6 separate regions of the Mus musculus genome follow, and regions 1, 2, 3, 4 and 6 are each linked to region 5. A link is a contact called in public HiChIP or PLAC-seq, Micro-C and promoter capture Hi-C data. All regions are on one chromosome and are shown on one strand. Each heading gives the region's core, a stretch centred on a gene start, on an enhancer-like site or on the middle of the called end of the contact. The rest is flanking DNA. Distances are from core to core; before and after follow the strand shown.

What was found. Promoter capture Hi-C pulls out the DNA fragments that hold promoters and counts their contacts. A called contact is a pair of places that touch in the nucleus more often than the background predicts. HiChIP or PLAC-seq counts read pairs in DNA pulled down with a chosen protein or histone mark. Capture Hi-C pulls out chosen DNA fragments and counts their contacts.
Region 1: an H3K27ac HiChIP or PLAC-seq map of microglia shows a contact between it and region 5, with 4 times the contacts expected there. The contact joins the promoter of Slc17a5 here to the promoter of Gsta4 in region 5. A contact is called at or near these places in 1 of 484 Hi-C or Micro-C datasets (CD4 T cells), 2 of 115 datasets of contacts at active chromatin or transcription factors (extraembryonic endoderm stem cells and microglia) and 2 of 9 other capture datasets (adipose tissue and embryonic stem cells).
Region 2: a contact with region 5 is called in a Micro-C map of embryonic stem cells, with 3 times the contacts expected there. The contact joins the enhancer-like site here to the promoter of Gsta4 in region 5. A contact is called at or near these places in 1 of 39 promoter capture datasets (embryonic stem cells), 5 of 484 Hi-C or Micro-C datasets (all in embryonic stem cells) and 5 of 115 datasets of contacts at active chromatin or transcription factors (embryonic stem cells, extraembryonic endoderm stem cells and pancreatic cancer cells).
Region 3: a promoter capture Hi-C map of the HPC-7 cell line shows a contact between it and region 5. The contact joins the promoter of Elovl5 here to the promoter of Gsta4 in region 5. A contact is called at or near these places in 4 of 39 promoter capture datasets (the HPC-7 cell line, cranial neural crest, liver and 1 more), 2 of 484 Hi-C or Micro-C datasets (CD4 T cells and Sertoli cells), 2 of 115 datasets of contacts at active chromatin or transcription factors (embryonic stem cells and memory CD8 T cells) and 1 of 9 other capture datasets (liver).
Region 4: a contact with region 5 is called in an HNF4G HiChIP or PLAC-seq map of pancreatic cancer cells. The contact joins the promoter of Cd109 here to the promoter of Gsta4 in region 5.
Region 6: a promoter capture Hi-C map of adipose tissue shows a contact between it and region 5, with 2.5 times the contacts expected there. The contact joins the promoter of Gclc here to the promoter of Gsta4 in region 5. A contact is called at or near these places in 1 of 39 promoter capture datasets (embryonic stem cells), 8 of 484 Hi-C or Micro-C datasets (CD4 T cells, CD8 T cells, double positive thymocytes and 2 more), 3 of 115 datasets of contacts at active chromatin or transcription factors (embryonic stem cells, large pre-B cells and thymic regulatory T cells) and 2 of 9 other capture datasets (adipose tissue and liver).

What each region holds. Positions count from the first base shown.
Region 1 is chr9:78,585,825-78,589,896 of GRCm38.p6, forward strand. It overlaps Slc17a5 (solute carrier family 17 (anion/sugar transporter), member 5), which reads right to left and starts at 2,221. Exons shown (of 11, transcript NM_172773.3): 1 at 2,050-2,221. The coding sequence starts at 2,143.
Region 2 is chr9:78,525,270-78,529,571 of GRCm38.p6, forward strand. No RefSeq gene overlaps it. Among named protein-coding and RNA genes, the nearest start is that of Eef1a1, 46 kb to the left of the region's middle. Within about 2 kb of position 2,137, at least 404 of the 459 cell types and tissues checked have an H3K27ac peak or open chromatin away from gene starts, as enhancers often do. A contact at or near this core is called in embryonic stem cells, extraembryonic endoderm stem cells and pancreatic cancer cells, where this site is marked.
Region 3 is chr9:77,916,111-77,920,231 of GRCm38.p6, forward strand. It overlaps Elovl5 (ELOVL family member 5, elongation of long chain fatty acids (yeast)), which reads left to right and starts at 1,255. Exons shown (of 8, transcript NM_134255.3): 1 at 1,255-1,416.
Region 4 is chr9:78,612,946-78,617,393 of GRCm38.p6, forward strand. Cd109 (CD109 antigen) reads left to right here and starts at 2,601. Exons shown (of 33, transcript NM_153098.3): 1 at 2,601-3,007; 2 at 3,932-4,104. The coding sequence starts at 2,937.
Region 5 is chr9:78,189,412-78,193,774 of GRCm38.p6, forward strand. It overlaps Gsta4 (glutathione S-transferase, alpha 4), which reads left to right and starts at 2,555. Exons shown (of 7, transcript NM_010357.3): 1 at 2,555-2,653.
Region 6 is chr9:77,752,198-77,756,528 of GRCm38.p6, forward strand. It overlaps Gclc (glutamate-cysteine ligase, catalytic subunit), which reads left to right and starts at 2,338. Exons shown (of 16, transcript NM_010295.2): 1 at 2,338-2,762. The coding sequence starts at 2,613.

The DNA.
Region 1 (4,072 bases), core at 971-3,470, 400 kb after region 5:
GCCTGAGAATCTCGGGAGACGAGCCAGGAAAGGTCTTTTTTGGAAGAGGGATATTTAACAGAGGCTTCCTCAACGGGCAGAAGTTGCCAGGTAGCTGCGGGGGTGGGGTGGGTGTGAGCACAGCCATTCTAGCAAAAGCAGGACCAGGGCCTGCAGAAGTAGGGATGTGAGAGAGGCACAGGGAGAACATAGGACCTTCCTTCCCCCGAGCTGGTTTACTAACAAATAGTTCACATTACCGTCGAGCGCTTACTGTATTGAGCTCCTGTTACAGAACGATGAAGATGAACCGCAAAGTACACAGAACACTACTCAGCACACAGAAACTTCAGGAACTGAATTGCTATCACTGCCTTCTCTGGATCCTGGAGATCGAGCTCACGTGTTAAGAAGTGTATTTCTCATTTGTGGGAAATTAAGCTTTGTGGGGCACGAGGCTCCTAGTGGAACAGACAGGACGGCCGGGAAGGTAGATATCCCTACCAAACTGGCGGAGCAATCGGCCTTGCGTGCAACTTCCGGTGCCACGTGTCTGTGGCACCAAGGAGGATGTGATGACGGAGGACAGGGACAGGGAATCCAGAGCAGTGGCAAAGTGTCAAACTTCGATTCTAACCCAAGAGGGAAGCCAAGGGGGCAGGAGGTGTGAATCAGTGGACAGAATGCTTGCTTACCACGCATTCAGGAGGTGGAGGCAGGAAGGTCAGGAGAACTAAGTCACCTGCAGCTACAAAATAGAGGCCAGCTGGGGCTACATGAGACCCTGTCTCAAAGAAAACCAAGCAACCAACCAAAAAAATGCAAGTCCTAGGTTTGACCTACTGATGCCTTACACTTTTCAAAATAAAACATTCTATTTTAGATTTTAAAAAAAAAATCTGTTCTATGTACGAATGTTTGCCTGTATGTATGTCTGTGTACCACAGGTGTGTCTGAGTAGGGAGGGTGTTGGCTCTCTTGAGCTGGAGTTATGGATGGTTGTAAGCTTCCATGTGGGTGCTGGGAACTGAACCCTCGTCCCCTGGAAGAGCAACCAGTGCTCTAACTGCTGAGCCATCTTTCCAGTTCCCTAACAAACTATTCTAAAAATAAAAACAAAACCAAAACAGATCACCCAAAAGCCAACAGAAGTAGTCTGAATAAAGTCAGAAAGTAGGGTAGTTACCCACACAAGTGGGAAGGATGGTTAAAACAGTTACGAAAGAATTCTTTGGTAATGTCAACAAAAGACATACCGACAGAAGACTGTTCCGGGCCAACAAAGGCAAATTTCCAGTTCAATTCTTTCTCACACCTATATCCTTGAATGTGTCCAAGCCGATTTGTCCTTTAGTTTTCTGTAGCTTCAGGAAGCTACATTACAAAAGTGTAGCGAAATCCAGTGAAGACACATACTTGTGTTTTGGGGGATGGTGGGTATGGAGACTAGAACCTTGTCAGGCAAGGACTATACCTCTGTGCAACATGCGCCCCCCCCCCCCCCCCCCGCAATGAAGATGCTTTTTGAAGTAGCACCTGCAAGACCTCTAGTACGGCATATTGTCTTAGAGTGCTAAAGATATCTTATCTTGAGAATAACCTGTTTCCTAACTTAAATTGCAGTCTGATAGACAAGGAAAAAATAGAAATGTCTGCAATATTTTGGTGTCTTACAGCACAAGATATTCGCGGGATTATGCAACTGTCCCCCGCACACTCAACAGCTGTTAACTCTTCTTTGTTGTTGTTTTGTTTTTGTCTCTCCTCCCCAACAAGGCGCTACCAGATCACATGTTTACAGGCCGGCATAAGCGGAAACCTGGCGGCCGCTGGAGGGGAGCAAGAAGCACTTTGGCCCCTTTGCTTATTGACTCGGATCGGGTACCCCTCCGACCCTGAATTGCTTCAGTCCCGCCAGCGCCACAGGCACCTCCGTCCCGACCCACAGCACTACAGCGGCTACCTGTCCCCCCGACCCCGCAGCCACTCCTTCAAGGCGCCCACGGCCGGGAACCACCCGCCCGCCAGGAACGCTGCCACTAGCAATCACTCGGTGGTCCCGCAGCTCACCCGCTTCGGTCTGCCGGGCGCCCGGCAGGAGCGGGGTGCTGTCCGAGCTCTCCTCATCGTCGTTTCCCGCCGGACCCCGAAGCAGGGGCCTCATAACGCCTGGAGAGCAGATGTGCCGGCGTCGTTGCTTGGCCAACCTAGCTCTCGGCAGGACAGCCCTTCGCCGTGCTGGCTGGGCGGGGCAGGATATTGCCCCGCCCCAGGACACGCCCATATCTGGTTGCCTGTTCCTAAGGCGCCATTTTAGTTTCGGGCAATTTCCCGCTGTGGGCAGGGTTGGGTTGGGCGTGGCGTTTGCGCTGTGCAAGATGTGTGTCACCAGCGGTAGGGAGCCCAGGACTCTGTTACACTAGTAAAAGCCCGGGCATTGGACAGCCTGAAGGCGGCGATGGGGTTTGCATCTCGCAGTGATAGGGAGCTAGGGAAATGGGCAGGGACTATTTGCCTTCTAAATGTCTATAATAGTTTTCAGTCTTTGTCCGTTTTGTGACAGCATATGGCTTTTGAAAAGTAGCAAAGGAAATCATGTTTTGTCCGACGAAATTGACTGTTTCAGAGGTGAACCCCAATGTAGGCAGCTGCCTTTTCTCTTTAGGAAGATACTGTTGATTGTACCCAGGGCCTCACACATATTAGACTAACGCTGATACATACCATTGACCTACATCCCCAGCGGGCAGGCCACGTGATGTATGAGCGTGGGGGAGTTTTCTCTGTAAATCTAATTTGGACAGATTTTCCCTACTGCTGACTCTAAGAAAGAGGAACTAGGAAAATGCTTCAGTCAGCCTTGGTGGGGCCATCGGGCCTCTGAGTAATAAAAGCCATATCTGCAGACCGATGGAAAAGACAGATGTGGTAGACGCCCTTAGAGATTTCCACGCAGACCAAGGAAGAGCAGAGGCTCAGAAAGTCAGGTGAGGCCCCTGTCTAGAAGAAGGGCTGACTGAGATTTACTAAAGATATCCCTAACTCTTGGGCCAGTAAATGCTGATGGGCAAGTTTTCAAAAAGACAGCTGTAGAGATAAAGCCCTTGAGTTTGTGCATACCCGCCTGGCAAATTCTTATAAAATGTATGTACAAACAGCACTTCTGGTGTGGTTAATTTGATGTGTCAGTTTGCTTGTCCTCCATGTGAGTGGATTTCAATTTGTTTGAAGGTTTGATTAGAACAAAAAGATCAGCTTCAAGCCGGGCGTGGTGGCGACACCTTTAATCCCAGCACTCGGGAGGCAGAGGCAGGCAGATTTCTGAGTTCGAGGCCAGCCTGGTCTACAGAGTGAGTTCTAGGACAGCCAGGGCTACACAGAGAAACCCTGTCTCAAAAAAACAAAAACAAACAAACAAACAAACCCAGCTTCCCTAACTCATCCCCTTGTACCCACCCCCCCACCCCTGAACTCCTCCAACAGACGGCTTCAGATTTCATTAGCCTCGGGGTTCTCATCTTTCTGCACCTCTGCTATCCTGTGTGAGCCAATAGGTTTGTTCAACACTGTATCTCCTCTCCTTTATTGCTAAGATCATCCTTTTTGGCAGGGACAGCCAAGGGAATCTTCCAACATAGGGAATCAGATTCCAACAGCCTTGGGGAGTTTGAAATCAGCAGCACCATGTTTAAGTACACTTATTACCTGAGAAGGTTCAGGTTACAGAAAAGTTGCAAAGTCAGTACGCAGAGTTCGAGGTAGGATAGGAAGGCTGGCTTTGTGGGGACATGGGAAAGGAGTCCCTCACTCCCGGGTCTGGGGGACATATCCTGCCAGCTGAGCTAAGAATTTCTGCACAATTAACATGATTTGCTGTGAAGGACCATATGTAAGGCCCAAGCATCCTTCCAGAATGACCTTTCTCCTTTCCCAGACTTGTAAACCTGGGGAGATTTCTAAGACTTTGACAAGAAGCCCCACTTAGGGTACACTCTTGTGCAACTTTATGATCCATGGTTTTACTGGATCAGCTGGCAGTCTTATCCACGGCACTGACAGGCACCCTGTCATCATTTACTGAAGGGTGTGTGTG
Region 2 (4,302 bases), core at 887-3,386, 340 kb after region 5:
GAGGAACCCGATGTGAATGTTTGTCTAGTGGATCCCGATGGTGAGAGCCAGCTACACCCCAAAATTGACTACACCCCAAAATTGACGACACCCCTAGACAGCAGGAAGCAGCTTAAGAGACACGACACCCTCGTTCCCTTTTCACCATCGGCTCCCCCCGCCCTTTTTCTTTTTCTTTTCTTTTTTTCTTTTGAGACAGGGTTTCTCCGTATGTCCTGGAACTCTCTTTGTAGACCAGGCTGGCCTCAAACTCAGAAATCCGCCTGCCGAGTGCTGGGATCAAAGGCGTGCGCCACCACGCCCTGCTCCCACACCCTTTTTCTTCCCTTCTCTTTATAATAACAAGAAGGGAGGTATGTTGGCATCAGGACATTCCAAACCTATGATATCACATAGGCCACAGCGCGACCTGCAACCTCCAGACCGGTTGCCAAGACAACGGGCACCATCTTCCCAGCATTCACTTGGCTCACCTCCCACCCTTACTTGTTATGTCATTTTCCATATAAATAAGGAGAACATCCCTTCCTCGCTCTTTCTTCCCCCTCTTTTCTTTCTCCCCCTCTTCTTCTCTCTCTGCCACTACTTTGTCTCTCCCTTCCAATAGAACCTTTTCCACGCTGAACTGCTTTGGCCTAGTGTGCTGTTGAGCGGCTACCCGCCATTCTAACACGTCATTGGCTGTCCCGGAGCTCCAGCTGTAGACCAGACTGGCCTTGAACTCAAGGAGATCTGCCTACCTCTGCCTCCAGGGGCTGCAATTAAAGCCGTGAGCTAAATTAGTTCTTTTTGAGCCTGGGTCTTGCTATCTACCAAGGCTGGCCTAAGACTGTAGTCCTAGCTGATTCTGAGCTAGCACACCTTTCTCTACACCCCAAGTGCTAGGATTGCAGGAATGGTCCATCCACCATGTCTGACTTCTATTGGCTTTCTCAATATTGGCTGAAGCTTCTCTACTCCTCGAAAGTTCTGCAGGAGAAATCCCAAAGACAGCAAATTCTCTATTAAACAACTGACTGCATTTTTAAGGAACCACCTTCTAACTTCCAGGCCTCAGCCAACTTCTTTCTGAAGTCCCTGTTCTTGGCAGAAAAGCCAGTTCTGTACTGAGATCCATGCTGGCCTTCAGCTATAGTGGGAATGGGGCCAAAGGTTTCAGAGGTGGAGTTCTTGATTTTGTTCCATTTTGAGACGTGGTTTCTATTTGTAGTCCAGGCTAGCCACAAATTTGCAGTCTTCTAACTTCACCTGTTTACACTTGGGTATTGTAGACATATGTAACCATGCCAGGCTCCTATTCTGTGTATGGGGCCCTGCAGTTTTGGTCTCAAACTCACTATGTAGTTGAGGATGACTTTCAACACCTGATCTTAGAGTTGGGATTAAAGGCAATATTGTTTCGAGACAGGGTCTATGTAGCCTGGGCTGTAATTTGCTATGTACACAAGGCTGGCCTGGAATCCACAGAAATGGCCCTTTGTGCCTTCCTAGTGTTGGGGTTTAAAATGTGGGTCAACCTTAGACCGGAGAAAAAAACTATTTCGACGACTGTCTGATTAAAGCAAGCTGTGTTTAGACTGTGCACTTTCCCTAAGTTCGGGTCTCAGAACATCCCCTCACTGGCTTTTGAGGTCTCTTATATGTGGAAGGGTTAGGGTTGATAGAGAAGAGCTGTTGAGATAATTGGCTGTTAGCCCCTGGACATAGAAGTTGGGGTGGGGACATGGTGGTGGAGGAGAGGGGCTACTCAGGACCTAAGGCAGTCTGTGGGGTGTGGAAGGGCACTCATCAAGGTATCTGGAAAAACATTTCCGTAAGGCAAAAGGGCAATCATAGCTTACAGATTCAGGGGTTTAGCAAGGCAAAGGGATTTACAAAGGGTATATACATCATGGGGTTACAAGTTAAGCACAGGTTGAAAAACATGGTTTGTAGAATACATTATTAGGCTTAGGAAACAAATTTATTCTTGTAAGGTATGGAGACTTAATAACAACGTGGCTCTTTAACAACATTGTGGCTCCAGGTTTGGTTTCAAAGTCACCACACTTGGCCAGAATTGCGGTTAGGAGCTAACATTGCCTTTTAGAACAAAAACTGAGAAGCAAGGGTCAGGAAAGTCTTTTTGCCTCGTGACCCTGCTGCCTCCAGCGGCCAGAGGCGGGAGCGCGGGCGGGTGACGCCAGGGGCTCCCCAGCCCGCAGTGACTTTCCATCGAGCCCTTTTAAATGCCTTTCTTTTGCACGTGGTTTCTGTGAGTCATCTCCTTTCTCCAGACAAAGAAATCTAGGTTTTGCTAATCGGGTTTCCTGAGTCCGCTAAGGCATGAGTCAAACTCGTGCTTCCCGAGTGCTGTAAGCTCTTCTTGCTCCTCCCCCAGGGGAAACGCCCGCTGCCGTGGGGCAAATCCGAGTTTCTGGGGGGCCGGGGGGGGGGTGTCAAAAAATTCACGCGGAAGGTGAGTGCGGCATGGAACCTGTCGTAAGTCCCAAGCGTCAGAAGAGAAGAGCGTTTGTGTGTTTTAAAAATAGTTCTCTTAAAAATCTTTGGACAGGCTCGGTGGCTCCAAGGGTAAAGGAGCTTCTATCAAGCCTGAAGACCTGGGTTCAGTCCCTTGGGAAGGCGGAAACCGAAAACCGGTTTCAATAAGCTGTCTTCTGACCTTCACACACGGACTTAAATTATTAAAATAAGTAAATAAATAACGAATGCGTGAATGAATGACTGTCTGGGCGTGGTGTGGCATGCTTGCAATCCCAGCACTTGCCGCCAGGTGGAGGCAGGGGGATCCAGGCCAGCCCTCATTACAGAGTCAGTTTGAGGCCAGTTTGGATTTCCTGAAACTGTTTCAAAATAGAAAAATGTGGTTATTAGAAAAAAAAAAACATTAAAAAAGAAGGGCTTTATACTGGGGTAAGAGAGTGTAGGAAGAGGCAGAGCTGAGGGACAAACTCCAGGCAAAGTAAATCAGCCATTTGGCAAGGCCCGTGGCTGCCGTGAATATCAACAAGTGCCACTTTGTCCCACAGTGCCACTTTACAGCCTAGCCAAACCGGCGATGCCCGAGGGTGCAGGCACTTAAAGCCCAGCGCCAGAGAGGCCTGCTTTGGCTTTCTTAGCCTTTAGTCAGTTCCAGATTGACCCTGACGGTCCTCCCCCCGCCCCCCCCCCCCATGATTGATTTTTCTTTTTAATTTCCAAACATTCTAGTTAAATAAAGGAGTTCTGGTGGCACAGGCCTGAGGTCTTGGCTTTTGTGAGGTGGAAGCAGCAAGGTCAGGGACTGAAGGGCAGCCTTGGATGTAGGAGACCCAGTCTCAACAAGATAAAATGAAAATTTAGAAGAGAAAACCTAATCCCTCCTTCACTATTCACAAATGCTTTTAACGTTTTGTTTGGTCTGTCTTAATAGTTTTTGTTTTGGGAATACAGAATGTCTACACATGAGTGTACTTATCAGCATTATTAAAAAAAATCATTTCTAAATTACGTAGTGTGTGTGTGTGATGAGAGTCCCTCCTCTCGTGGTGCCTGGGATGGAACTCAGGCTTTTCAGCAAGCATCTTTTTTTTTTTTTTTTTTTGTTTTTCGAGACAGGTTTTTTCTGTGTAGCCCTGGCTGTCCCTGGAACTCACTTTGTAGACCAGGCTGTCCTCGAACTCAGAAATCCGCCTGCCTCTGCGTCCCGAGTGCTGGGATTAAAGGCGTGCACCACCACGCCCGGCTTCAGCAAGCATCTTTATCTACTGAATTGTCTCTTAGCAACTCACACCAGCTTTATTAACAACGTCCTCGAACTAGAGAACCCTAAGTCCCCCCAGGGATAAGTGGATAAAGCAAAATGGCAGGACAGGGTAAGAAAAGCCACTGAATTCTGCACTGTGTGCGGTGCTGGGCTCGTGCCGCCAGACAGTGCCTTCCACGTGCCTGATAAACATTCTGCCCTGAGCCACAACCCCGATTTTAGCTATACACTTTCAAAAGGTGAGTTGGGTGGGATGTGAGTTAAATCTCAGTAGTCATTATAAAAAATAACACTAATAACATTAATTTTGTTTTTTGAGACTTTTTCTTTTTTGGTTTTTCGAGACAGGGTTTCTCTGTATAGCCCTGGCTGTCCTGGAACTCACTTTGTAGACCAGGCTGGCCTCAAACTCAGAAATCCGCCTGCCTCTGCCTCCCGAGTGCTGGGATTAAAGGCGTGTGCCACCACTGCCCGGCACATTTTTTTTTTAATTACCAAAATAATTCATATGCCTTGTAAAATATGAACTCAGAGGGAATAAAATCAGAAAGCTTTTC
Region 3 (4,121 bases), core at 5-2,504, 270 kb before region 5:
GAGTTCATGCTTCACCCATTCAAAAAAAAAAAAAAAATGGTTAGGACTTCTTGTCATACTCCAGATTACAAAGAACTGTCGCAGATGATGCCTCGAGCCTTGTAAATGCCATTGAGGGGAGAAACAAGCTAGATTTAGTGCATTACTTGCCTACAGATCTTAGCGGTCCCTGGTATGTGAAAGCTACGAGACAATTACAATGAACACGGTGAATGCTAGGAGGCCAGGTTGCACAGATGACCACTCACATGCCACTTGAACGACACTTCCTGTATAGACAGACAGACATGCACTTATGGTTAGCACTCAGCACTGTTGCGGGGAAGGCGGTCCTTACTCAGTGTTTATAGAAATGAATGGCAACTAATTGTTATTGCTACAGCAATTTGTGAATGTTTAAATTATCTAATGTTTATAGTTTGTATATTCGTATTCCTATGACAGTGGTCTGGGTCCTGGAACATTGCTGAATATACAATAAACATTTTACTATAATTTAAAAAAAATGTTTCTACACTGAATGACTGCTTGGCTGTGTTGTGTCAGTGGGTGTAAAGCAAAGGGGGCACAACAAAAGGTTACATTTCTAACGTTTGAAGTAAGAGTTGTAGGCCTTGATTTATCAAACAGCAGCGAAAACTAGAAAGGCTCTTATGTTTGTACCTGCGTCCCTTTTAAGTCTTTGAATTTGCCCAGCTGAAAGACATTACAGTATTTCATTACAAGACTGATAATTTCGTAGAGTAGAAATATCAAAACTCCCAATAGTGTGTGATCAACCTATCCTAGAATTACGGTTGCAAAGTTCTGAGTGATTTCTGTTGCTTCAATTTGCGCAACAGCAGCTCCACCTAGGTTTTAGAACCCTTGCTAAAACCATGAAAAGGGTCCCCTTCACAATGGTGGCGAAACCCGTTAGGTGGGTGGGCACCTGCCAAAACAAAAACAAAAACAAAAAAACCACCGCCAAGCCTGCCCCTGCCCCCCGGCTGTTGGAAAGAGTTCAGGGCATCCAGAACTTCACTGTGGCTATTGCGCAGACTCTGCGTCCCACGCAGGCTTATTAGGAAGAAGCAAGAAAACTGCCCCGAGACACGTGAACCACAGGAGACCAACCCTGGCTTCCTCTGCTCACCGCATCTGATTCTGGAATTTACAATCACGAAAGTTCTATCGCCCCAGGATTGGTTCCAAGGCCGCATGACATCATAGCGCTTGATCCTGCCTCCGGGCTCGGATTGGCTGGCCGCGCCATTGTGACGTCACGGTCAGCCCACGCCGGGGTTGAAGCTGCCGGGCGCCTTCCTCTTGCATCGCGGCTGCAGCTTGCTTCTGTTCCCGCGCCCGCTTGCACATCCTCCTGCTCGCGCGGTCCTGCTGCCGTCCGGTGCTCCCCGTAGCCGCTCAGGCAGAGAGGTGAGCCGCCTGCTTCAGGAACTTGGCGGGTGCCAAGGCACTGGGGTGCGGCCAGGCTGCTGGCGCCGTGAGGTCCGGGTTGGGCGGGGGGCGGCAGGCACCGTGGCCCGGCGAGCGCGGGGCGCGGGCCGAGCGGAGCTCCGCCGGGATGGATGCTTTCGCACCTGTTCGTGGGTGGCAGCCACTTTGGCGCACTGACAGGCGCGGAGATCGCAGGGAAGGATGGCGGCGCGCTTGGATCTTCCTCCGAGCTTTCTCTGAGCGACCGTAAGGGCTGCCGAGGAGGAGTCCGCGTGGGTCCGTGCAGTACCGGGCTTTGGGGCCGCGCGCTGGCCTTTCCCTGCTTTCCTCTCCTTTGCTGCTGCCAGGGACGCCCGCTTTCCCGCGACCACTCCAGCGGGTATCTGCAGCCCAGCCTGCCCCGGGAGGGTGGAGACGCGGACGCATAGCTGCGGGTAACGGCCTGGAGTCTGCGAATCCATAAAGTGCGCTGCTCAGAGTTTTAGGGAAAGTGTCCTTTATTGTTTGCTTGCCAGCAAGCCTTCCCCTTCCCCTATCCTTGAGGTGGAGATAGTAAGGTCCAGAGAGAGTTCTTTTTAGACGATCTTGAAGCCTTCGGCACCTTTGAACTTGGCGTCCCTGCTCTAGATTACATTATGCTTATCTCCAGGCGCCTTGATTGCAAATTTGAAGGATGCATTGGATGAATTTTCGTAAGGGGAGGGGGCGATTGAAAGAATGCAACGCATGACTCCCTAGCTGGAGGATACCCGGGGAGAAGTCTGATAAGAAATTGTGGGGGAGCGAGCAGCCCTCCTCCCAAGCCTCGACTGTCTTTCTGTTTTTTTAATGTCAGGGCTGGTGGCAGGAAGTGTTTTGTACAGTTGTACAGGAGGGCCAGTGTTGTCTGTTGGTTTTGTAATTCGTTCCTCTAACCGCTTGGCAGTTATAACCTGTTGGTTTGTACTTGCAAGTCTTTGTGCTTTTGCAAAGTCTCAGGCCACAGCATTTGGGTCAAAAATCTACAGATACAGTCAGCTTTGCATTAGATGAATGCGAATGCACACCGTAGATTTTATCTATGGCTGGGCACAGGTGCATCGTTTATCTAGTCAGTCCCAGTACTGCCGGGTTTCTCTGCGAAAGCTCTGACCTTGAAAAAAAAAAAGGGGGGGGGGCTACTTTCCTTTGAGATTTTTCTCCTGATAACGTCAGTGCCAGGAACATCCACCATAGGCCATCTCCTTTTCTATTCTCTTTTTGTCTTTCAGTTTGGAACTGAAGACAGAAAGGAGGAATGTTATATACTTTCACAGAATGGAGGGTAAACTTAACCATGAATAGGAAACATGGGTGTTGGGTTTTTCAAAATAGGTAACTAGTAAGTAGTTCTTACTTGACTCGGTTTCCTTGTCAGCCAGCCGGGTCCCATGTAACTGATTTATTTATTAGGTGGTTTCAAGAGACTGTAAATGGAAGAACCCAACAGGGGGTCTGCTAAATAGTGGTTTGATAAATGTTTCCTTTTCCTTCCCTGGGATTAACAGTGTTTCTCTTGGCCAGAGCCTTAGCCTTTGGATGCCTGTTGTTCACAGAATTCTTTCCCCCAGCAGTTCCGCTAATTACTGCTTGTGCTGCTGTTAGAGGGGAAGTACTCACCTTTGTGCTAGATTTCCAACTTGAAGTCTACATACAAATCGAGGCAAAATTGCCTTGTCTTCCAGGAACTATGGCAGAGTAGAGCATATTTGTTGCCTAACAAAAAAACTCTGACACACACTAACCTTCCCAGGGGTGTGTGTGTGTGAGGTGTGTGTGTGTGTATTCTACTTTTGCCTGCCAATTCACAATATCATAGACCACTTCCTCTCAGTTGCCTGTCTTTTCCTGCATGCGTTCCCATTCAGAGGCCATTCACATGGCTGCTTTCCCCATGCCTTGTTTCTGTTTTTCCTGCTGCAGAGAGCTGAACCCAGAAGTTCACACGTGCTGAGTAAACACTGCCACTGAGCTCCTTCAATCCTGCGTCATGAACTGATGCTAAGAACAGATTTGCTAAGTGTTTCTTTCCACAAACCAGGGTCCTCTAGGGAGTCCCATTACCCATCTTTTTGTTAAAAAACCTGGAACTAGCAGCCAGGTGATAGTAGCACCTGCCTTTAGTCCCAGCACTCAGGAGGCAGAGGCAGGCAGATCTCTATGAGTTCAAGGCCAGCATGATCTACAGAGCTAGTTCCAGGGCTAGGGCTGCACAGAGAAACCTTGTCTCAAATCACCCAAACAAACAAACAAACAAACAAACCTGGAGCTAAGGCCCAGAGATGTTGACTTTCTGAAAAACACACAGCCTTATCTCCAGGATTCCAGCTTCTCACTACATCTGTCTGTTGTTGGATTGTTTGTCTAGTCAGCTACATGTCATTTATGTAATTGTGCTATTTGCTAACTTAAAATACTCTAACCATGTGCTGAACCATCTTAAACCAAACTCAGCACGTGTGAACTTCTGGGTTCAACTCTCTGAGGCAGGAAAAACAGAAACGAGGCATGGGGGAAAGCAGCCATGTGAATGGCCTCTGAATGGGAATGCATGCAGGAAAAGACAGGTAACTGAGAGGAAGTGGTCTATGGTATTGTAAGTTGGCAGGCAAAAGTAGAATACACACACACTAAACCATAGGATTAACAATTTGCTGCTTCTCAGT
Region 4 (4,448 bases), core at 1,351-3,850, 420 kb after region 5:
CTTATTTAGTATCACTGAGGCCAGTTGGGGGAGTCATGCTGCTGTGTTCTTTTATGTTCCTTGCATTTCTGCACTACAATTTGAGCATCTGTTGGTTTGGAGCTCTATTCTGGATTTATAACTATATTCTGATTGAACAGCATATTTTTGACAGCTCCATCTCCAGTATAACTCAGAAAGGAGAAAACAAATCAAACTGTTTAACATATAAACATACAGGACTATACTCAAAATTGGTTGTCTTTGTTAGGGTTTCATTGCTGTGAACAGACACCACGACCAAAGCAACTCTTATAAGGACAACATTTAATTGGGGCTGGCTTACCAGTTCAGAGGTCCAGTACATTATCATCAAGGTGGGAGCATGGCAGCATCCAGACAAGAATGGTACAGAAGGAGCTGAGAGTTCCATATCTTCATCTGAAGGCTGCCAGTGGAAGACTGGCTCCCAGGCAGCTAGAATGAGGGTCTTAAAGCCCACACCCATAGTGACACACTTCTACCAACAAGACCACACCTCCAAATAGTGCCACTCCCTGGGCCAAGCACATTCAAACCACTACATTGATTAAAAACCAAATATATCACCCATGCTTATGAAATAAAACATTGCAAAATTAGCACAGAATTTGCCACAAAGTTGAAAGCTCTTTAGGGAAATTGAGGAAATTGTTAATGAATGACATATAGGAAGGATGCAGGGAAAGGGGAAAAATAAATAGAGGAGAGGCAAGAGAAAAGGAGGGATGTAGAAGAAGATTATGATAGGGGAGAGAAAAGAACAAAGAAAAGAAAAAGAAAAACAGTTTCCCAGGAGTTTGGAAGAAGAGCTGAATAAATATAAGGGAAATTAAAAAAAAAATAGAAGTGAGAGGGATTTTTTTTTTTTTTTTTTGAGACAGGGTTTCTTTTTTTTTTTTTTTTTTTTTTCTGAGTCTATTCGTCCTTGTAATAGGGACATCCTGTGAGGCTGAGTCTGTTACCAAAAGTGTATCGTGATGAGGAAGACATAAACCTGGAGGTTATAGCAACCTAAAGACTGCACGGTTGAAATGATCCTATTGGTTCTAATCTTCTCTATTAATCTTGGAACACAATGCTATCATATTTTGTTATCATATCATATTTATCCCCGACTGCATTTCTTGTCCTTTACTATGAAATCCTGTCTTGGGAAGTAACCCAGTTACTCCAACTTTTTGTTTTTGTTTTTTTGTTTTTCTCATCAGTGTCCCTAATTGCCCCTACCTGGAGACTCTATGGACTACTTGCTGTCCATGGATGGAAAGAAGAGTTGCAGTTTCCACCCGGGACCGGCTGAATCAACATCCACATCTTGATGTGACTCTCACACACAGTAGAGTGTGACAAACACAGATTTAGAACTTGGCTCATTGCCCACACTCGAACCTGCTCCTCCTCCCTGTATCAGGGAGCTGAGGAGATCAGTCTAGCAGCTGTGCCAAGAGCCAGCTGCACCCCGTGGCACATTCAGACACTTCTCACCATACCCTAGTCCCACTTGCACAGGATGATGACCACTAACAATAGGCTGCCCTTAGAACAGGACACAAGGGATATCTTCAGACGTTCAGCAGGGTGACCAAGGCCGGGACAGGAAGGGAGGAAAGCAATTTCTGTGCTCCCAAACCCACACTTGGTCCAGGTGCCACCTCCCTCCATTTAGCAGACAGTTAAAACATTCAACGTTTCTCTAGTTGCGTTTCGTTCCAAACCAGACCGTCATTATCTAAAATACCTTTTGGAAATGAGAAAGTTTAAGTCCTCAGGGACTGAATGTGCCTATTTTCCAAGTCTTTGGCAGTTCCCGGCTTTTATGGGGTAGTCATGGTGAAACCGAGTCATCTGAAGACAGGGGTGGTGCCAAGTAGGGTGTGGGGGAGGCAGCTTCAGAAAACCTGGGTTCAGAAAAGCAGTGATCAGTAATTGCTGGGCACCAACGAACGCTGGTCACCTTCATTCCCAGCGCCACACTTCTCTCGGGACCCTATGTTCTGACAAATTGTTACAAACTCAGGATTCTAATGAGTACTTTCGGCAGAAAAATGTGCTTAGCGATGATTACAAGGACCCAACCATTTTCCCAAGCAGTTGCTTCTGAGTTCCAAGTGGCATCACGTAACTTTTTACTTGTGCCAGACCCCCCCCCCCCCCATGTTCCCCTTTCCTTCTCTCCCTCCTCTTCCTCTCCCGCCTTTCTTTAAATAAAAACTAGGTGCTGGGGTCACATTCAGGGGTAGGCACCCTTTTTTAAATTAGAGAAACCGTAACATTTTCTTAGGGAGTTAAGTAAACATCAACTTTTATCTTAAAAAAAAAAGTCCCCCCCCCCGCTTTTTCATACATATACAGAAACTACCAATATATACCTACCGATGTGTGAATGTGCATGTGTGTGTGTGTGTGTGTGTGTGTGTGTAGGCACGCGAACGCTTGCCATTTTCCTAAACTTCTGACTCATCGTCTGGAGGACAATGATTGACTTTTCCTCAGTTCACATAGCTGCCCTGGATGCCGCTCACAAGGATGGGCCTGCTTATTCACTCCGGGCATCCCTGGTAGAGCGCTAGAGTAAACAAACCCCAGGTTCCCGGTGGCGGGGGAAATGGGCTCCCTATGTTCTCCCTGGGGAGCAGGAAAGTTGGGGCCAGGTTGTGGCCACCGCGTGCAGAGACCGCTTTTCTCAGCAACGGGACAGCGCGACGTTAGCCTGGGAGAAGCCAGAAGCGCCATTGTGATGCAGCGGGATGGGTGGAGCCATCAAGTCTCAATTTAGATCCCTCTGCTTTTAGGCGCGCCCATTTCAGATTGCTAAACCCTGGTGTGAAGCGGGACAGGCCAGGGCAGGAGGTGGCCAACCACACCCCGCAGGGCGCGCACTTGGCGGGCTGCAGACCCCACGGGCAGACGCCGAGATGCGCAGTCGGAGGCTCCTGAGCGCGGCCCACCTTCTCTGCTTGTGCGCGGTCGCGCTGGCCGCCCCAGGGTAGGAGCGCGGGCTGGAGGGCGCCCGCGCAGGGGATGCGCGCGGCATGTGGGACCCGCCAGGGGGGCTTTCTTTAGGGTCCTTGTGCTGCGACAACTTGTCAAAGAACGTCGTTCTAGCTGTAGTTCACGCTGCTCTGCCTTTTGCCTCGCAACTTGTTGCTCCTCAATAATGTACCTCTTTTTCAGAGACTTTTTTTTTTCTAAACTGGATGTTTCTACCGTGACACTGTCAGTGTGACTGAGGTGACCGGAGTAGGATGAGAATGCTATATCAAAGACTGTAGGAAGATTAACAAAAATTAGACTGTATAAATTGCTCCATTTCTTAAGTGGTTTTTTTTTTCCCCCAGCAAAGAAATCGTTATTTTTACGTGTGTGTGTTCATTTGTAGCTCAGGCTGGGCAGTCTTCAGTTTTGAGTGGCAGGAGTCTAGGCGTGCAATTACCACACCCGGCCTCCTTGGGGGACTTTCATGTTTCCTAACTCGGAGATTTCATTGCTGGGTATTTATTTTCAGGTGGTCAGGTGGTGATTTCAATTAATGGGACTAGTTAGATGACCCCCCCCCCCGTTATATAGATTTGAGCAGGCTGAATCATAAATCTAGGGGTGTGTGTGTGCACACATGCGCTCGTGCGCGTGCTTCCTAAGAAAATAATGTGGAGATGAAGTCACCTTAACGAGGCTTGGAGACTTGCATTTTGCAGTGGCTTATTTTTCCCTTCTGGCTCCTGTGCCTTTGAACTGTTTGAGGAATTATGGTTTCCGTAGCATTTCATGGCCTTACGAAACAGCAGAGGCACCACGTTCACTGTAAATAGTGTAGTGGAGCAGTGCAGAGATCCCCCACCCCCTTTCAGAAATCGAAGTGGGGTGTGTGTAAATAAGATACTTTGCTTTTCTTTTGTTGGCAACTCTTTAGGTCCCGCTTTCTGGTGACAGCCCCAGGGATCATCAGACCCGGAGCAAATGTGACTATTGGGGTGGATCTCCTGGAAAATAGCCCCCCACAGGTCCTTGTAAAGGCTCAGGTGTTCAAGATAGCTTCCAACAAATCGAGATCCATCCTGGAAGCAGAAGGAGTCTTTCACAGAGGTAAGAGAAACTGCACTGTCTAACAGTCACACTTGGAATATGGTAATAGAGCCCTGGGCTAGGCAACACAACAGAGGAGCACAAACAAGTTTGCAGTGATTTCCACAGTGCCCCTTTGCAAATTAGCCGTGACTTCCACAGGTGCCTGTTTGATTCTAACACCTGTGAAGTCTGAAATTGTCCCCGAGTGTTCCAACAAGTGGACAAAGAGCCAGATTCCTTCCGTGTGTGGCTGCATCGAATCAGACTGCAGGGGAAGAACATCCGGAGTTTCCTACGTGGGAGGTGTTTGTGGGCCTGGCCTGGAAACTCTGCTTGCCACCATTGCTCATATACAGATGGCC
Region 5 (4,363 bases), core at 1,305-3,804:
AGCCACTCATGACCTCTGAAAGAGCAGTCAGTGCTCTTAACCACTGAGCCATCTCTCCAGCCCCTGGGTTATCAGGTTTGAAGGATGTCCTTCCCTTGTCACCTCCCCACTCATGTAACTCCAACATTTGAGGATCCCTGCTCATATATATTCCGAGCCTCTGGACGTGGGCATAGCATCCCTAACCTGAGCAGGATCCAGCTCTTTATCCAGGAATAAAGGCTCTCTTTGTTTTCATATCGAACTTGCAGTTCCTAGAGTTCTTCCGGGGTTCCCGAGAACTGGGTATAACAACCCCACAACACCTAGAGGAAGACAGCCACCCAAGGATGTCCTACCCTTAGACAGTTCAGCCTTGGTGAGATTTGATTGTTTGTTTTTGAAGGGGGTGTGTCTCTGTGTAGCCCTTACTGTTCTGGAACTTGCTCTGTAGACCAAGCAGGCCTCAAACTCATAGAGATCTGCCAGCCTCTGCCTCCCCAGTGTGGGATTAAACACATGCTCCAGCACTCCCTGTCTTTGGTGAGATATTTTATTACCCATAGCAAGGAACATAGGATTGCTTCTCTTGACACATCTTTGGATCCATAAGTCCTTGTTCAGGTGCCACTAGTGGCTTTCGTTCCCTGGAAAGATACAAACAATGTCTATTCACCCAAGATAGGGCATCTGTGACAGACAAAGGAGAACTTATTTAGAAGCCCATTTATCTTGCTAAACCACTTAGTTTACCATGGTTACTTACAGAGCGTGACTGAGGGATCACTTCCTGGAGTATGGGAGACATTAGGGAAGCTGCGTCTCTGAGAAGTCCACCTCAGCATGGGTAATGAGAGCTATATCCCAGAGCTTATTGGACAGCTTGAAGTCAGCTGCACAAAGGCAGCCTCTCTTCCATAACTGTCTTACTAATTTAACCTCAAAGAGTAGCTTCATGAGCCTTTCTTAAGTTCCCGGACTCTTTCGAGCCTCATCATCCTACCAAGATTCTTTGCCACAACCAAATCAAAACCTGCTCTCACCTTTAAGAGTTAAGATGATTGATCTACAATTAAATTTGATTTAATCCCAGCAAAGGCAGGCAGACCTCTGTAAGTTTGAGGCCAACCTAGTCTAGGGAGCAAATTCCAGGGCTGCCGGGCTAGACCAGAGAAAGCCTGTCTTGGGGGGCCGGGGGTGGGGGTGGGGGCAGAGAGCAGAAAAAGGAAACTTAGTCAATATGGAAAAAGAACAGGGATCCAGGCATCCAGGGACACACCCATCTTCCCCACCTCAAGTCCATCTTCCAGGTACTGAAGTGAGTTCAGAGTTTAACCAGAGAGCCTCAGGCACGCACATCTAAGCGGTCCTGGTCTAGGCAGTGGTCACGTGTGCTCACTGCTTTTCTGTGCTTCAGTCTCATCTTGTAAGACGTTCTGACTAACTCTTAGAAACTGTGCCAAAGGAATGTTTCCCAGGAGACAAGATCCCCCTCTGACTGGATTCCTGGGGAGTGTCCCTTTTCTTTGAGGTCCATTGTTTCCGTAGTCTGATAGTCGGACTGAGAGACACAAAGTGTCTCTTTTCAAATGTATTTTTGCCAGCCTGTTACAGAAACGTAAGCCATTTTGCATTGGGGCAACTGGTTTGAGGGGCAGCACTTTTAAAGAGGTGATAAGGTGGATGAGGGCTCCGCTGTCACGAGTGAATTAATGTCACTGAGGAGCGGGTTAGGTACTGAAGAACTAGCTTGCCTCAGTTTTAGGCTTCAAAGCCGTCCTACAGTAAAGACAAACTAGGTTTATTCCTGTTCATGACTGTACCTCTGTTTCTCAAAGGCAGAGCTATGCCCCACCTGTAACCTTAACTACAAACGGTTCTTGATGGGCTGCCTATGACTGTTCCAGGAATGGCGGTCATGCCTTTTTAACCATCTGCCCCATTCTACAGGGTAAAATGAAAGGGGAAAAAATTCTTTAAGGAGAAAGAGAGGGAGGGGGCAAAGTTTCCCATTCATCGGGAGTCCACCCCTAAGGTGAATGCACGAGCTTGCCGCTTTCTCTCTCGTCAAGGGAGGGCACACTTTTTTTTTTCTTTTATTTTACCCCATCCTCAGCAAGTGAAAGAAAGCCCCTCAATTTTGGCTTGCCCAACCTCCAGAACTGTACGTCTCTAATTTGTTTTCAAAAATAAAGTCTTGAGTGTCTATTTTAGCATCACAAGAATGGACCACAGCACGATGCTCCCAGTCGCTGATTCCTCTCTACTGTACTTTTGTTGGCAATGAATACAATGAATTCACAAATCTGCAAGCTCTAACCTTTCAATAGGTTGATGTTATAGTTATTTTGAATACAGTGCATTTATCTGAACTGCTTATATTACTGGGTTCCCCCGTAGAGAATGTAAACACTTCCAGCACAGGAATCGGAGTCCTCGCGTCAGCACCCCCAAAGAGTGTACTCAGTAATGAGTCAGCGAAAACTTTTAGAGCAAACCTGTTCTTCTCCCCGGGAAACAAAGCGTTAACCAACGTGCCTAGGGGGCGTGTACATTTCTTAAATGTTCAATGGCTGGTGGGCGGAGCTTCCAAAACGACCTGCAGGACGGTGAACTTTCGCTCGCAGAACCGCTTCTTTCCAGTGCCTGGAGACAACAATCCCACAAGAATAAGGTGAGTGAGTGCGTACATGTGTGTGCGTGCGTGTGTGTGTGTGTACTCCTCTTGCACTGAGTAGTTACATAATTTTGCTAAAGCTACAGTTTATAATCCGCAATTGTTTTAACTTTGTGATTTATTTGCTGTTCACTATCTCAAAGCTTGTTTAGGCCAAATAAAAGGCACAAATTTTTTCTGCCTAGTAGATGAGCGGTTGGTATGGTCTAAAGGTCTTGGTAGGGTTCGTTTTCTCTGCCATTTAAGTAATTAAAAGGCAGGAGGAATTTCAACTGCAACAGATAGCAGTGAAGAAATCTCAAACCCTGCAGACAGGAGCAGAGACTCAGCAGCTGAAGAAGGGGGCTTGCTGGAGGCAAGCAACCACCCACATGCAGCAGACACACAGAGAAAAGATCTGCAACACTGAAGCCACAAAATCTAAAAATCCCCGATCTCTTCTCGAGGGCTGGATTTGTTTGTTTGTTTGTTTGTTTAGTCTCTGAAGACCCCCCCCCCCCAATATAGGGTAATCACTTTAAAGAAAAGAAGTTTCTCTGGCCTGTGACTCTCGTGTAAACCAGCCCTAATCCAGATGGCCTAGAAGGTGTTGAGTTAGTCCCTCAGCAGTGGCCTGCTGCTGGGAGGTAAAAGCCTGCAAGGCCCTGGTTTTAAGGGGCCAGGCTTTTGTCTCAGCCTGGAGGGTATAGAAGAAGCCAGCCATCTTGGAAGTTCATCAGGTTTCTTACATATCCATGGCCCCTCTCCCTGTCTGTCTAACTTCTAGTCTCTCATGATTCTGAAGAAAATAGCAAATGGACATCTATCCAATGGACACGCGTGCGTTGTCTGTGCACAGCTTAAGTATGACTGGGCACACCAAAACACCCTCACACATTATAACTTCAAAAGTTGAAGAGACCTGAGAAACCTGCACATCAAATCCTACACTCTCCTGGCCCTGTGTGGAGTCAGAGCAGTTAGCACTCCCTCCCTGTGACGATGCTCGTGTGTGTGTGTGTGTGTGTGTGTGTGTGTGTGTGTGTGTGTGTGTGTGTGTGTGTGTGTGTGTGTGTGTGTGTGTGTGTGTGTGTGTGTGTGTACGTACTCGGGAGCGCAAATGCCAGCCTTGGGAACAAGAAAGCAGCATCCCGTAGCCTCCCCTGAGACTCATACCCCCTTTTGATTAACAACCAACTTTTCTCAGGTGCAGATGGCTCCTGCCCTCGAAGGAAACAGAACCCAATACCCTTGAAATGATAACAGCCCACTCTTAGACTATGAAAAAGAGACAATTAAGTGTTCCCAGACAGCTGTGGCCAGTTGTAAAACTACACCAGCTTCCTATAGCACAAGGTACTTTTCCCAGGTCGGAAAGGTTCCTTTCCAGCTGCACGTTCCGCCCCGCTGTCAGAACAAACCTGATATCAGGTTTGAAGAGCAGAATTCCTTTACCCTCTCATGGAATGCCAAGGCTTGGAAACCCGGCCTGCAGTTTTTTCCTTTATAAACCCCCTTCACTTAGACCTGGGGGTTCACTCTCTTTCCTGTTTCATCAGGAAGGTTGGTGGCCCAAGCTCGAGCTTGAATAAAGACCCTCATGCAATTATAGCAGGTTGTGATTCCTGATGGTCTCTTTGGGGTTTTTACAATCTGGGCACAACAAAGTAAATACATAAGACTTTTTTTTAAAAAATGATTTTATTTGTTTACAGTTCAAATGATATT
Region 6 (4,331 bases), core at 1,088-3,587, 440 kb before region 5:
AGTGGTGAGGAGGGGGGTGTTATAGGTGGGAGACACCACTGGCACTGAAATCAATTTTGAAATACATTTAAAACAAGTTTTTTAAAGATGTATTTATTTATTTTTATGAGTATACTGGAGCTGTTCAGATGGTTGTAAGCCAACATGTGGTTGCTGGGATTTGAACTCAGGACCTTCGGAAAAGCAGTCAGTGCTCTTAACCGCTGAGCCATCTCTCCAGCCCCCCAAAATTAAGCTTACTACAACTAAAAGTTCACTTCTTATGTCATGTCAGTAGGATTCCAAATGCTCAATAATCACTTGAGGCTGGCAGCTGTCCTGCTGAGTCATGCAGGTGTATGAAAATGTGAGGTGAGACTTTGAGAATAACCAAATCTTCTTTGGGGTACTTTACATGCAGGTAAAACAGCTTCTCTCCCCATCTCCCAATACCTGTTCTGCTCACAGAGAACCTAGGCTTATTAAACACTAGTCTATATTGAACAGTTCCCTAGAAGTACAAAATACACACACAGACGTGCGCGGGCGCACACACACACACACACACACACACACACAAACACACAGACATCACCGGTACTCTAAGGAAAGCCAGTATCCAACATATATAGTGATACAAATTCAGGCACAACACAGAGTAGTCAGGACTCAAAGGAGTGTATCAGCTGGAGAATCTGCAGCACCCAGAAAAGAAGAAAGAATGGTGGATCAGAACATAGTTAACAACCTAGCAAGGATGGTGGGGAGGACACAATAAGGTAGTGGGCAGTAAGTAGTGAAGATTGAGTGGTGGTGGTGTTAGAATGGTTTTTTAAAAGAATATTATTCCAGCTATGTGCGAGAGAGAGACAGCATCATGTCTCCTCAGTTTTAGATGCCATCTAACCTGTGCACATACTTAAATGCATTCCACTGTGCAAATCACAGCCACACTTTCAGTATCTGTGGCCCCAAGCTCTTTGATGGCCTCATTCAATGAGGAAATATTCCTATCATGCATTCATCGATTAGTGTTCATTGAATGTTGTGATGAGTGTTCATTAACTATTAAATCTAAAGCAAATGTGGAAGTCCATGCCTCTAATCCCAACACTCAGGAGGCTGAGGCACGATGGCTGCCTGGAGTTCAAGGCCAGGTTGGGCTATCTAGTGAGATCTTGTCTCTAAGTAACTACATGTTGAAAATGTAGTTACAATGTGTGTGTGGGGGGGGGGAGGGTGTAATAAATGTTTTCTGCCCTCTGTACATGAATGGATCATCTAGTTACTGCATATATTTATACAGTTGCAAAACATTAATCGAATAACTATTCGGGCAAGGTACCTTCCCTTCGTTCCCACGGAATCCAGTTCCCAGAGCCTTCCGCACTCAGGGTAAAGCTCTCCTGAGCAATAGAATGACCACCGCTGGATGGACCTTCGGTTCTGAAGGTGGGGAAACTTCTGAAGAAACTTCTCACACTGCACACTTGGAGACAAGACAAGACAAGACCTCTTTTGCACAGTGAGTGATCTCTGTGCCGACCAGAGATCCCATTGGCAAATAGTTAACGTACAGGGTTTACAATGATGATATACATATATCTAATCCCTGCCCATACATGGACGCATGTAAATAACCAGCAATCAACTCTATGCATATCCATGCCATGTGGAGTCGTACAACATTTATTAAAAAGTATTACTCAGCCAGGCAGTGGTGGCACATGCCTTTAATCCCAACACTTGGGAGACAGAGGCAGGCAGATTTCTGAGTTCAAGGCCAGCCTGGACTACAGAGTGAGTTCCAGGACAGCCAGGGCTACACAGAGAAACCCTGTCTCGAAAAACCACACATACACACACACGCACACACACTCACACAGTATTACTCAGCCAGGCGTGGTAGTGCACATAATTGATCCCAGCACATGGGAGGCAGGAGGATCTCTATGAGTTCGAGTCCAGCAAAGCCAGTCCAGGACAGCCAGGGCTACACAGAGAAACCCTGTCTTGAAAAACCAAGAAGAAAAAAGAAAAAAAAAAAAAGGATTACTCTTAACTTTATACCCTTTCTACCAGTACAGAGTTGAACAGATATTCAGATATTTCAGCTCTCTCTCTCTCTCTCTCTCCCTCTCCCCCCCTCCCTTTTTTTTTTTTTTTTTTTTTTTTTTTTTGACCCAGTTTTCTCTTAGGACCCAGACTTTTCAGTCCTTATTCGCAGACAGCCCCGCCCCCCCGCGGACACCCTCGGCCTCAGCCCCGCCCCCGCCCCAGGCCCCACCCACGACCTGCCGCTTCGTTCCCCGCCCCCGCCGCAGCCTATAAAATCTGGAGCGCGGCGCACGGAGCGGCAGGCGCGGAACTGGGCATGCTCTGTGTCGCCGCAGCTTTGGGTCGCAAGTAGGAAGCCCGTGCACGACACCGGCGGCGCCGAGTGGAGCGCTGCCGCGGCGGCCAGGGCCGCAGGGCCGGCGTGGGAGCGCGAGACCGGGCGGCGGCGAGAGACCCCGACCCGGGCTGTCAACCGCGCGGCGGGGTCCGAGCCGGAGCGGGAACGGACGGGACGCCCGCCGCGCGGCCCGAGGGCGCCCCCAGAGCGGAGCTGCGGCCGGGAGGAGGACGCGGCCATGGGGCTGCTGTCCCAAGGCTCGCCACTGAGCTGGGAAGAGACCCAGCGCCACGCCGACCACGTGCGGAGGCACGGCATCCTCCAGTTCCTGCACATCTACCACGCAGTCAAGGACCGGCACAAGGACGTGCTCAAGTGGGGTGACGAGGTGAGCCCGCGCGCCTTTGTTCGGCCAGGCCGCCCGCGGCCCCGCCACCGGCCCGGGCTCGGCGCTGGCCACTCGGGCTCATTCATTCCTGTCGGGAGGCAAGCCGCTCGGACACAGGGAGGGCCTGAGCGGGAGGAGTGTGAATATCTGCCTCCCGGCGTCCGGTCGCACTGTTCGCCTTGGAGATGAGTGTGTACAGGACCGACTTGCCCGGCTGGCTTGCTATCACGTTTCAAATCTCCAGGGTGTTTGCTTCGGCCCTCGGTTTTCTCTAGCTCTTTTTCTTAAACGCCTGACACATCTCACATCTGTCCGCAAACTTTAGAGTTATACATTGCAACAAATACATTGCTAGACCTAAGGACTTGGGGTTGTCTTCCTAAAAGACGGGAGACTTCATTATCCGGTTTAACTGTAAATGCTTACAACTTAGAGGTTAGGTAAGACTGGTTAGAGCCAGCAGCTAAGCGTTACCAGTCAATGCTAAAACTTGTGCATGATCTCTGGGACCCATTTGTTCGAACCATCTGAAAGCGGCAACGCTAAAAACATTTTTTTGTGTGTGCATCCCCTATTTTTAAATAAGCACATTGATAAAAAGATACATAAAGTTAAATAACCTCTTGAGTCTGACCTTTATTGTGTGGGGTTGGCATTTACGGCAGATAGCGTGCCACTCCTGTATGTATTTATCGTTTAGTATTATCCTTGGGCTAAGTTTCAAAGTGTTGCTGTACCGGCATAGACTAGCTTGCGAAAAGTTAGTTTTTCTGTATCTAATGTTGGTAGATGATTCTGCCATCTGCAGCTGAAAGAATTATGCTTGGCCTAAGGAAGTATTAGGACTAATATATATTCCTACAAAAAAAATTGTCTATCACCACATTTTCTTTCAGGAAAGGGACACACTCGTTTGGCAGTTCTCCAGTTTTAGTCCAAAGTTTGTTGTGTATTTACATTTGACAGTTCTTCATTTGTGTTCCGTGTATCATATACAGGGCAGGGATATTATGGGTTTTATCCACTTGTTTTTCCTAGGGCCTAACTAGGAAATATATATAGTTGGCAGCAGCAAATTGTGGCGTCCTTTAAGGTTCTCATGGAACCAGCCACTGTTGAGCAATCAAAAATTTACTTTTCGCTGTCTTGCTAGGACTCCATAAAGACAAAAATAAAAACAAATGAATGTCTTTATAACCATTTGGAGTTGAACTTCATCCGCAGATGTTCAGTGCAGTCGAAGCACAGTGGTTCACCATGCCCCTTGCCTTTTCTCTACTAACCAGGAACCTCCCGGATCCAGATCCTTCTTTCTGTTTTAGAAAAAAAAAAAAAAAACGCTCCCCCTGTTGGCAGGAAGAGCATGTACAACTAACTGCCTGTTTGGAGAGACTTCCCATGGCAGACGAGTAAAGTGAGTGGTGTGAGAGGAACAGCAGAGCAGGACCTCAGGTGTACCACACATTTCCATCGTGACGGGATCTGGTGAATAGAGTCGGTACCAAGTTTACCTTCCTCCCCACAATCCTTATCAAGGAGACTGAAGAAGCCAGGCAATCTTGTGCACTT